Linked DNA regions of Sus scrofa: regions 1 and 3 are each linked to region 2. The links are chromatin contacts, called in public HiChIP or PLAC-seq maps. All regions are on one chromosome and are shown on one strand. The core of a region is the stretch at or near the end of the contact, and the rest is flanking DNA. Distances in the headings are between cores, read along the strand shown. Region 1 overlaps UCHL3 (ubiquitin C-terminal hydrolase L3). Region 2 overlaps TBC1D4 (TBC1 domain family member 4). Region 3 overlaps COMMD6 (COMM domain containing 6).

Region 1 (3,416 bases), core at 219-2,718, 190 kb before region 2:
TGACAGTTAAATGAGAAAACAATGGCTCCTAAAGTAGGGAAACTAGTAAAATGAATTTTATTTATTTATTTTCTTTTTAGGGCCGAACCCAAGGCATATGGAGGTTCCCAGGCTAGGGGTCAAATCGGAGCTGCAGCTCCCGGCCTACACCACAGTCACAGCAACGCTGGATCCGAGCCAGTCTGTGAGCTACACCACAGCTCATAGCAACACCGGATCCTTAACCCACCAAGCCTGGTGCTGGGGAATCAAACCCACATCTTCACTGACACAATGCTGGGTTCTTAACCCAGTGAACCGCAATGGGAACTCTGCAAAATCAATTTTAATAGATATTTAGCAAACAAACAAAAATGAAAGTATGTAAGTACAGAATGGCAAAATACTGAAAACATTTGACGTAGCTACCAAGAAAAAGAGTTTACTTAATAATATGGACTGACTACACAATTGTCAACATGAGTGATGCCATGCCGATCTGCTTTAAAAGCTGTGTTACTCAGGATAATGTAGTAATGCACTATTTCAACATAGATTATTCAGAGTGGAATATGATATCAGCTCTGGGAGGCCTATTTTATGAAGGATGATGGCAAACAGAAGCTGGCTCAAAGAAAGGTGACCAGGAGTAATAAGGTTTTGGAAGACATCACCGCTGGAGAATCTGGGCAAGTTCCGAGAAGACTTAAATTGTTATAATCCTTTTCCATAGATATTTTTAGTAATATCATGAAAGAGCAATTAGATTTACTCTGTGTGGTTTCAATGGGAAGATACAGACAACTGAAGGAAGTTCCAGAAAAGCAGACTATGTTTCCATAAAAAGAAATATAAATATAATTACTCTATATTATTACATATTTTTCTAATTATAATTAAAAAATCCTAAACCACTTTATGAAATAGAAGACTTCTCACTGAAATATTCAAGCAAAAGATCCATGACCACATTAAAGATAATTTTAAGAAAGATTTTCTGGAGCATGATGCAGCTATATAAAATTTATTCAGGAGTTCCCTGGTGGCACACTAGGTTAAGGGTCCAGCATTTTCACTAAGGTGGCGTGGGTTCACTGCATGGCCTGGGAACTTCTGTGTGCCACAGCCGCAGCCAAAAAAAAAAAAAAAATTCCTTCTTCTACTCAATAACATTTGTTGGGAGCCCCCATGAAGCAGGCACCATTCTCAGTACTTCAGACATGTCCTAGCTCTCAGAGAGCTTACATTCTAGTGGTAGGAAACACCCAATAAACAAGTCAACACATAAACAAGATAACTTCACAAGATGGTTCAGTATTATAGAGAAAATAAGACAAGACATGATGTCGGTGTGGATTCAGGATGGGTGATTGGGGGAGGAAGGGACAGCAGTTTCGTAACCATGGAAAGACTCACTGAGGAGGTAACTTCAAGTTAAGCATGAGTGACAAGAAAAAACCAGCCATGAAACAACCCAGATCAGAATGACTCAAGCGAAGGATGGGCTGGTGCAAAGATTGCAGCCCAGCATATGTGCAAGAGAGATACACAGTACCTCCCCATTAGGCCACAGTAAGCCGCCTGAATTGTATGTTAAGAACAAGCAGCAGACCATCATTTTGTGTTTGGAGAGTTTTAAGCAAGAAACCCAAGATGTGCCTTGCATTTTTATAAAACTGCCTTGGACGTATTTTGAGAATAGATTTTAGGGAGGTAAAGAAAAAAGCAGAAAAACTAGGTAGAAATCTATTGCAGCTGCCCAAACTAAGGATGATGGCGGCGTGGGATGCAGAGGTAGAAATGAAGAGAGCGGCCAGATTTGGGACAGATTCTGAAAGAAGGGTCTACCAGAGTCGCAGATCTACTGGATCTGAGAGATTAGGGAAAGAGAGGAACATCAAAAACAGCTAACTTCACACAGTTAGTGCTTTGTTCTACATACTGTTCTGCCTATTTTACATGTAATAATTTATTTAATCCTTATGATAATTTTACAAGATTAGGAGAGGTTATGAGAAACTAAGAAATGGAGGTACAATGAGGTTAGGTACCTGCCCAAGGTTTCAGAGCAGAGATTCAAACCCAAGAAATGAAATCAGTATAAGGATGGCCTCTCCAAATCAGCATATTTTTGAAGAGGAATCAATGACGCCAACTTGGGCACTGGATACATGGTGGTACCCTTAAAAGACTGGGGAAGTGGATTTGGAGGAGATGAGAGGATGTAAATCCAGATTTCTTTTTCAGCCAAGTTAAATTTGAGGTATCTAAAAAACAGCCAAAAGGAGATATCAAAGAGGTAGCTGAATATATGAGTTTCCAATTTCGTAGAGAAGTCAGGACTTGAAGAAACACAGAATCATATATGTGACAACTGACAGTGTTAATGCTATACAACAGAAAACATCAGTAGGGAGAGAACATACATAGAAAAGATTAGCAGTCTAGGGCAAAACTCTGAGGAATTCCTTAAAAATTGGAAGAAATTGGCAAAACTCCAGTCAGAGAGATAGGAGGAAAATCAGAATCATCGCAGAAGCCCAGAAATGATAATGTGTTCAGAGGGATGGAGTGGACTACTCTACCAAATGCTGCCAAGAGGTCAAGAAATATGGGACAGAAAAGTGAATGCTGCATCTGCCAAAGTGGTGATTAAACTTGACAAAAGTAGTTATTATGAAATGGTAAGGACAGAAGCAAACTAGATAGGACAGAATACAGAAGAAAAAAAAAAAAAAAACCTGCAGATAAGAAAGCAACAAGAGGAGTTCCTATTGAAGTGCAGTGGAAACCAATCCAACTAAGATCCATGAGGATGTGGATTTGATTCCTGGCCTCGCTCACTTGGTTAGGGATCGGGCATTGCTGTGAGCTGCAGTGTAGGTTGCAGACGCAGCTTGGATCCCATGTTGCTGTGGCTGTGGTGTAGACCAGCTGCTATAGCTTCAATTCAACCCCTAGCCTGGGAACCTCCATATGTCGCAGGTACAGCCTTAAAAAGCAAAAAAACAAACAAACAAAAAAAAAAACAGGAAGAAAAGAAGGGAGGATGAATGGAAGGAAGGAAGGAAGAAAGGAAGGGAGGAGGGAGAGAGGAGCAAGAGCATCTACGGACAATTCTTTGTGGAAAATTGACAAAGCGGGGAAACAGAGAGGAGATAGGAACCAGAGGAGGACAGGCTGAGGCGGGTGTTTTTCCCAAGCTGAGAAACACAAACTGACAGATGTTTCTCTATAGCAAGAGTCCATCGGATGACTTCTAATTCTTTTCCCAACACTTGAGCAGCTAAGCTAAATTCAACAGTTATGGTAAAATAAATTTCTTTTCCTTTGGACATTATACGTTATGCCAGAAAATATTGTGCCTCTTCAATAAAATCTAATTAGGAATATTCTTAGGGAATTTCCATATCAAAAACCAGTGGTCCTACAACACT
Region 2 (3,658 bases), core at 625-3,124:
AGGCCTCAAAGGTAAAGTTTGGTTGCTCTGGGGGTCCTGTATTTACGCATTTGGTTTTAAGTCCCATGCCTGCCCGGGGCATAAGCAGAATGTGTTCTTGGAGTTCCCGCTGTGGCTCAGTGAGTTAAGAACCTGACATCGTGTCTGTGAGGATGCAGGTTTGATCCCTGGCCTCACTCAGTGGGTTAAGGATCTAGCATTGCCACAAGATCTGGTGTTGCTCTGGGCAGGACGTCAGACGGCAGCTACAGCTCCAATTCAACTCCTAGCCTGGGAACTTTCATATGCCACAGGTGAGGCTGTAAAAAGAAAAAAGAAGAAAAAAAAGAGAGAGAGAATGTGTCCTTTCCCCAGAACTCTGAAAGGCTCAAGCTTCTCATTCTTTTCTGTAATCAAAGATGACAGCGAGATGGGGTTGTCCAGATCACCTCCATCATTGTACACTTCCTGTGGTCTCTTTTAGCCAGGTCACACAAAGAAGAGAAGAGGAGGGGATGTCTTTTATATAGAGGAACAAAGAAGAATGTCTTTCAACAGCCAGTATCCGCTGTGAATAAAGGTCTTTTCTGATCAGAAACTTTCCTAGGTATGGAGTTCCCGTTGTGGCTCAGTGGTTAACAAATGCGACTCGCATCCATGAGGGTGTGGGTTCAATCCCTGGCCCCGCTCAGTGGGTTAAGGATCTGGCGTTGCTGTGAGCTATGGTGTAGGTTGCAGACGCAGCTCGGATCCCGCGTTGCTGTGGCTCTGGTGTAGGCCGGTGGCTAGGGCTCCGATTCGACCCCTAGCCTGGGAATCTCCATATGCCGCGGAAGCGGCCCAAGAAATAGCAAAAAAAGACCAAAAAAAAAAAAAAAAAAGAGAGAAAAAAAAAGAAAAGAAACTTCTAGGTAATATTCACCATACTCCCAAATGGAAAGAAGGAATGAGCGCCGAGGGGCAAGTGTTGACGCAGAATTTCATTGTGTTGGTTTTTCACGTCGTTGGGGGCAACACTGCATTATGACTCACGTTGTTTTCAGGAGTTTACCTCCCTGAACCCTGCGGGGGCGGTTGGAGGTGGAGCAGTCAGTGTGCAGGGACAGGCTTTTCCTTCACCTGCGGAAAGAGCAAGTCATGTCAGAGAGCGGTCATCTGGTTACCTGTGATTGCCCTTCCTTCCAGAAGAATTTTGGAGAGAGGCATATGTATGTTTTCCATGTGATCCTTGGGTAGCAGGTGGTTAGGACTTTAATTTGAAAAATGGAGACATTCTCCCCTTTAGGGGTTAATTATAGTGTTTACAAGTAACCGATGATAAAAGTTCAAGAATGTCCTATTCTGGAATTCCTGTTGTGGCTCAGCAGTAATGAACCTGACTGATAGCCATGGGGATGCATGCGGGTTCGATCCCTGGCCTCGCTCAGTGGGTTAAGGATCCGGTGTTGCCGGGAGCTGTGGTATAGGTCACAGATGTGACTCAGATCCTGTGTTGTTGTAGCTGTGGTGTAGGTTGGCAGCTGTAGCTCTAATTCGACCCCTAGCCTGGGAACTGCCATGTGGCGCAGGTGCAGCCCTAAAAAGACACACACACACACACACACACACACACACACACACACACACACACACACACGGACGTCCTATTCTGTTCATTTGCAAGATGCTCACTCACTGCTATTGTGGTGATATAAATATCTGAAGTAATACAGAACCAAAATAGGTTTCTGAGAAACCCGTGTTATTTGTTGCTTTTTGATAACATTATAGCTTTATCACCTGATCTCAGCTCGAGCTTGTCACATCCAGGTCCCTCTGGGCTTAGCCTCCTGTCCCTTGCCTCTTTTCCCGAGGCCTATTCCATTTCACAACCAAGCATTGCTCAAAAAGTTCTCAAGAGTTCAGACATTTCATAAAACTACTTGTCAAACGTCCAGTTTTAGCATTTTGTCTACATGACTCTAGTTCCGACTGTCATGATAAAGGATTACGTCCTGCTTGAAAATACCTAACAGATTAGATGTTATTAAGGCTGATATTGATATACTCTTGTTTTTTCAGTCTATTTTATTAACCTACTTAATTGCCAAATTTGTCTAATCAGTTAAAATTCCAGTTAATTTACTTTCCAGTGATTAATGCTGTAAGGCTAACATGGAAGCAGTGGTAATGCCATTTTATAAACAGTGGCATTTCTTTAGTATAAAAAAAACCTTGGATTTTTAGTTTGGGGGGGGTAGGAGGATGCGCTGGGGTTGTGGGATGGAAATCCTATAAAATTGGATTGTGATGATCATTGTACAACTATAAATGTAACAAATTCATTGAGTAATAAAAAATAAAATAAAATAAAAATGCAAAAAAACCACCTTTATTTTTGGCTTTTTGCTTGGGTAAACTAGTTCATGTGGGAAAGCGCCCTCTAGCGTTTGTTAGAGTAAGTACAAATGGTATTGAACTGCATACTTTTTTAAAAAAGATGTTATTTCTTTAGGGCATTTTAAGGCCCACAAATAAAATGGAGCGGAAGGTACAGAGAACTTCCATCCACCCCCTGCCTCCCCACATACCAGCATCACTCTCCAGAAGTGTCCATTTGTTTCCAAAGGATGACCCTACGCTGATAACGTCTTAATCACCCAAAGTTCCTAGTTTACCTTAGGGTTCACTCTTGGTGTTGGGCATTTGGGATTTGGACACGTTTATAACGACATATATCCATCATTATAATATCATACGGAGTATTTTCACTGTCCTAAAATTCTCTGTGCTTTTGCCTCCCCCTTCCCCCATCCCTGCCACCACTGACCTTTTTATTGTCTCCGTAGTTTTGCCTTTTTCGGAATGGCATACAATTGGAGTCATACAACATGGTAGCCTTTTCAGATTGGCTTCTTTCACTGAATAATACACATTTAAGTTTCCTCCATCTTTTCATGGCTTGAGAGCTTGTTTCTTCTTTGGCACTGCTTAGTATTCCGTTGCCTGGAGGTCTGACAGCGTATTCCTTCACCTGCTCAAGGATGTCTTGGTTGCTTCTAAGTTTTGGTAGTCGTGAATGCAGCTGCTTAAGATGTCCATGTGCCAGTTGTTAAGTGGGTGTAAGTTTTCAGCTCCTTTGGATAAATACCATGGAGCAAGATTTCTGGATCATGTAGTAAGAGTATGTTTAGTTTTGTAAAAACAACAACAAAAACGAGTGTGTTTTGTTTTGTAAGAAATCACCCGTTTTCCAAAGTGACTCAACCATTTTGCATTCCCACCAGGAATGTATGAGAGTTCCTATTGCTCCACATCCTTGTCACCATTTGGTGCTGTCGATGTTCCAGATTTTGGCCACTAATAGGTACGCAGTGGAATCTCATTTCATTTGCATTTCCCTGATGACAGAAGGTGTGGAGCTTCTTTTCATAATGCTTGCTTGACATCTGAGTATCTTCTTCTGGGAGGTGTCTTAAAGTCTTTGGCCCATGTTTTAATCATATGGATTTTTTATTGTTGAGTTTTAAGAGTCCTTTGTATATTTTGGATAACAAGACTTTATCAGATGTGTCTTTGGCAAACGTTTTCTCCCAGTCTGTGGTCTGTCGTCTAATTCTCTTGAGATTGTCTTTTGTAGAGTAGAAGTTTTGAACTTGAATGAAGTCCAGATTATCAGTTATTTCTTTCATCGATCATG
Region 3 (3,760 bases), core at 935-3,434, 170 kb before region 2:
TTTGCAGTCTAAGACTAGTTCTTAAGCAATGAGAGCTTGCTATATAGCACTGTGAACTATGTCTAGTCACTTATGATGGAGCATGATAATGTGAGAAAAAAGAATGTATATATGTATGTGCAACTGAGTCACTTTGCTGTACAGTAGAAAATTGACAGAACACTGTCAACTAGGTATAATGGAAAAAAAATCATGCTTAGAACGTAGAGACAGAGTAACTAGTCTAGTCACGTGGATAGAAGGTCCAGAGCTGAGATTCAAACTCATGCCTGTCTGTCTGCAGAGGATGAGCTTGTTAAATTTAACAAACCATTGTGCTGCCTTGTCTAGCCCCAGAATGTCAAAGGTTATTCATTACTTCACATTGTGATACTTGTAAACATTGTTTTGTAGTAATTCACAGTCCTCTTTTATAGATGTCTAATTATAACTGCTGATCACAGAGGAATGATTGTTCCTATTGTTGCCACATTTTATGGCTTTCCTTCTTGCCAATTTTATGGTATAAATCAAAAGAGAGATGCTTTATTGACAGGCACTATTTAGTGCCATTTTCCCTCTTCTGTACATGAGACATAGTGACTAAGTACCATTTATGTAATAGTTCATAGATATAGGACTGCTTTTGTTCTTCTGTGTGTTGGGTGCTTCAGTCACCTAAGGAGGTATGACCTTCCCTCAGGGAGTTTGCAGTCTAGAGGATGTGGGGGAGGGAGGCAAATGCAGAGGGCTGCATATTCAAGGCAGAATGTTCTAACTCCTGAGGCATCAGAAGTGATGTGAACGTTCATAGAGAAGTGGAGTAAACCAGGAACAGGGCAGGTAGAATTTGAGAGGAGGTTTGAATATTACATAGATGTTGGAGAGCAATATTCCAAGAGGAATGAGCAGCACGAGCAAAGGTGTAAAAACTAAAAGACAGTTTAAAGGGATGGGTCCAGCCTGAGCACGAGTGGGAAAGCTCTTTGGGACTCTGTTGTGCGATGCCTTCAGTGCTAAGGGAAGGGTTGGTAACTAGTTCCTCAGGCAGTAGACATGACCGGTTTTTGACCTGTGATATTAGATTTGGTCAATTTATATGTAGTGTTTAGAGTCTAGCCTCTGGATTGGAGCTGAAAAAGGCCATAGGCAAGAAACTGATTAGGAGGCTGCTGTAAAATTGAAGGCAAGGTTTTTTAAGGTTTTGAGTAGGTTAGTGACAGGGAGATTGAGAAGAAATGAGTAAGTGTCAGTGGCATTGGCTGAAATAAAATCTTGAGCACCTAGCAGTTCATATATGTTTTGAATAAGGGAGAAAGAAATCCAAGCTGACAGAATTTTCAGACCCGAGTCACTTGGAACATGGGGGTCATTAGTAGACCTGAACTTTGGATAAAAAACGTTTTGAGGGAAAATTGATACTTGTTTCATGCTGCAGGGCAGTTGTCCTGTGTACTTTCTAGTAGTGAATGTGTTTAGTGGGAAAGGCTTTCTTTTCTGTATTATTTTTACTGGAGACCTTAACACTAACCAAATAAGAATTTTTAAATCGGTTTTTAGGGCCACACTTGCGGCATATGGAAGGTCCCAGGCTAGGGGTCATATCAGAGCTGTAGCTGCCGGCCATGGCCACAGCCACAGTCACAGCAACAACAGATCCGTGCCGTGTCTGCAACCTACACACAGTTTACGGCAATGCTAGATCTTTAACCCACTGACTGAGGCCAGGGATTGAGCACACATCCTTATGGATATGAGTCAGGTTTGTTTCTGCCACACAGCTGGAACTCCCAGAACAATTTTTATTATTTGTATTTGCTAAAATTTCAGTGATCTAATATGGTTCAGCTTATACAGTTTTGAGAATTCATTTTTGATAAATCATATGCCATAGTAAGTTTATTAACAAAGCTGTTTTCGGCTCGTTGTGTTTGCTCTGCTTTAGTTATCTGTTGCCTTGTAACAAAGTACCCCAAACTTAGTGATTTAAAACAATTGTTTAATTATCTCTTATGAGTCTCTGGGTTAACTGGGCTTAGCTGGATGGTGGTTTCTGCTCCTTGTCACGTCAGCTGGGGGCTTGAGACATCGAGGAGCCTTGTTGGGCTGGAAGTGAAGAGGGCTCACTCACATGCTAGTGATGCCCTGGGCCACGTGAGCTGGTGATTGGAGCACCTTGGTTCTCCTTGACACAGCCGCTCCCATGATGGTGGCTGGGTTCCAAGAGGGAGTGTCCAAGAGCCAGCATCTCATGAAGAAGGAAGCACATGCTTCCACTTCTCTTAAGGAAGGCCTGGAATCAAAGATTCTAGAATACCTCTTCTGCCATAGTCTACTGGTCAAATAACAGGGACAGTTCAGATTCTTGCTCTACTGCTTTTTTTTTTTTTTTAGAAATTAATTTTTTTTTTTTTTTTTTTTTTTTTTGGTCTTTTTGGCATTTCTTGGGCCGCTCCCGCGGCATATGGAGGTTCCCAGGCTAGGGGTCGAATCGGAGCTGTAGCCGCCAATCTACGCCAGAGCCACAGCAACGCGGGATCCGAGCCGCGTCTGCGACCTACACCACAGCTCACAGCAACACCGGATCCTTAACCCACTGAGCAGGGGCAGGGACCGAACCCGCAACCTCATGGTTCCTAGTCGGATTCGTTAACCACTGTGCCACGACGGGAACTCCTTTTTTTTTTTTTTTTTTTTTTTTTTAAAGGGACGCAGGCATATGGAAGTTCCCAGGCTAGGGGTCGAATCAAAGCTGCAACTACCAGCCCACACCACAGCCACAGCAAAGCGGGATCTGGGCCTCATCTGTAACCTACACCACAGCTCATGGCAACAGTGGATTCTTAACCTGCTGAGCCACAACAGGAACTCTCATGACCTACTTCTTGATGTGAGAAGGGAGGTGTCCATACAGAAAGAGGTGGAAGTACTTGTTGGAGGCTATCTTTGGAGACAGGTTACCACATACTCCAGAAGGTATTAGCTCAACAAATACTTATTTGAACATTGACTTACTAGAACATCAGATAATGTTCTAATAGATTTAGGAGTAACTAAAATCCTCTGCTGTCTTAGAATTTGCATTTCCTTGGCGACACAGGTAATGAGTAAGTAAATCTGATAATTTTAGAAACTGATAAGTAAAGTTCTCCTTGTGGTTCAGTGGAAACGAACCCGACTAGGATCCATGAGGTTTGATCCCTGGCCTCGATCAGTGGGTTAAGGATCCAGCGTTGCTGTGAGCTGTGGTATAGGTTGCAGACACAGCTCGGATCTGGTGCTGCTGTGGCTGTGTTGTAGGCCAGCAGCTATAGTTCTCTTTCTACCCCTAGCCTGGGAACTTGCATATGCCACAGGTGTGGCTCTAAACAGCAAAAACAAACAAACAAAAAACCTGATAAATGCAGTAAAGAAAATCAAGGCATGAATGAAGTTGCCATTAAACAAGATGAAGGCTAATGACTTAGCAAACTTTGTCCACGTATGCTAGAGCTAATATGAATTCTCAAGTAAAAATTTGCTAATAACTCATGCCATGATAAGTTCCTGCATATATAAAGTACTTAGCATAGAGTATAGCACAGCACTGTCCAATAGTGTTGGAATGTTCTGGGTTGACACTACCCAGTATGGTAGCCCCAGCCACATGTGGGGCTCTTTATATGTGGCCAGTGCAATTGAGGAACTGAATCTTTTATTTATTAAATTAAATCATTTACTTTTTGGCCATGCCCATAGCATATGGAAGTTCCTCGGCCAGGGACCAAACCCACGCCACAGC

The links. HiChIP or PLAC-seq counts read pairs in DNA pulled down with a chosen protein or histone mark.
Region 1: an H3K27ac HiChIP or PLAC-seq map of alveolar macrophages shows a contact between it and region 2. The contact joins two enhancer-like sites. A contact is called at or near these places in 2 of 47 Hi-C or Micro-C datasets (embryonic fibroblasts and fetal heart ventricle) and 2 of 2 datasets of contacts at active chromatin or transcription factors (alveolar macrophages and skeletal muscle).
Region 3: an H3K27ac HiChIP or PLAC-seq map of alveolar macrophages shows a contact between it and region 2. The contact joins two enhancer-like sites. A contact is called at or near these places in 3 of 47 Hi-C or Micro-C datasets (embryonic fibroblasts, fetal heart ventricle and heart right ventricle) and 2 of 2 datasets of contacts at active chromatin or transcription factors (alveolar macrophages and skeletal muscle).

What each region holds. Positions count from the first base shown.
Region 1 is chr11:47,834,668-47,838,083 of Sscrofa11.1, reverse strand. All of the region lies in intron 2 of UCHL3 (ubiquitin C-terminal hydrolase L3), which reads right to left. Among named protein-coding and RNA genes, the nearest start is that of UCHL3, 7.2 kb to the right of the region's middle. Within about 2 kb of position 1,468, at least 3 of the 83 cell types and tissues checked have an H3K27ac peak or open chromatin away from gene starts, as enhancers often do. A contact at or near this core is called in alveolar macrophages, where this site is marked.
Region 2 is chr11:47,642,292-47,645,949 of Sscrofa11.1, reverse strand. All of the region lies in intron 1 of TBC1D4 (TBC1 domain family member 4), which reads left to right. Among named protein-coding and RNA genes, the nearest start is that of TBC1D4, 120 kb to the left of the region's middle. Within about 2 kb of position 1,874, at least 4 of the 83 cell types and tissues checked have an H3K27ac peak or open chromatin away from gene starts, as enhancers often do. A contact at or near this core is called in alveolar macrophages, where this site is marked.
Region 3 is chr11:47,809,930-47,813,689 of Sscrofa11.1, reverse strand. The region is part of intron 2 of COMMD6 (COMM domain containing 6); the gene reads left to right. Among named protein-coding and RNA genes, the nearest start is that of COMMD6, 6.7 kb to the left of the region's middle. Within about 2 kb of position 2,184, at least 3 of the 83 cell types and tissues checked have an H3K27ac peak or open chromatin away from gene starts, as enhancers often do. A contact at or near this core is called in alveolar macrophages, where this site is marked.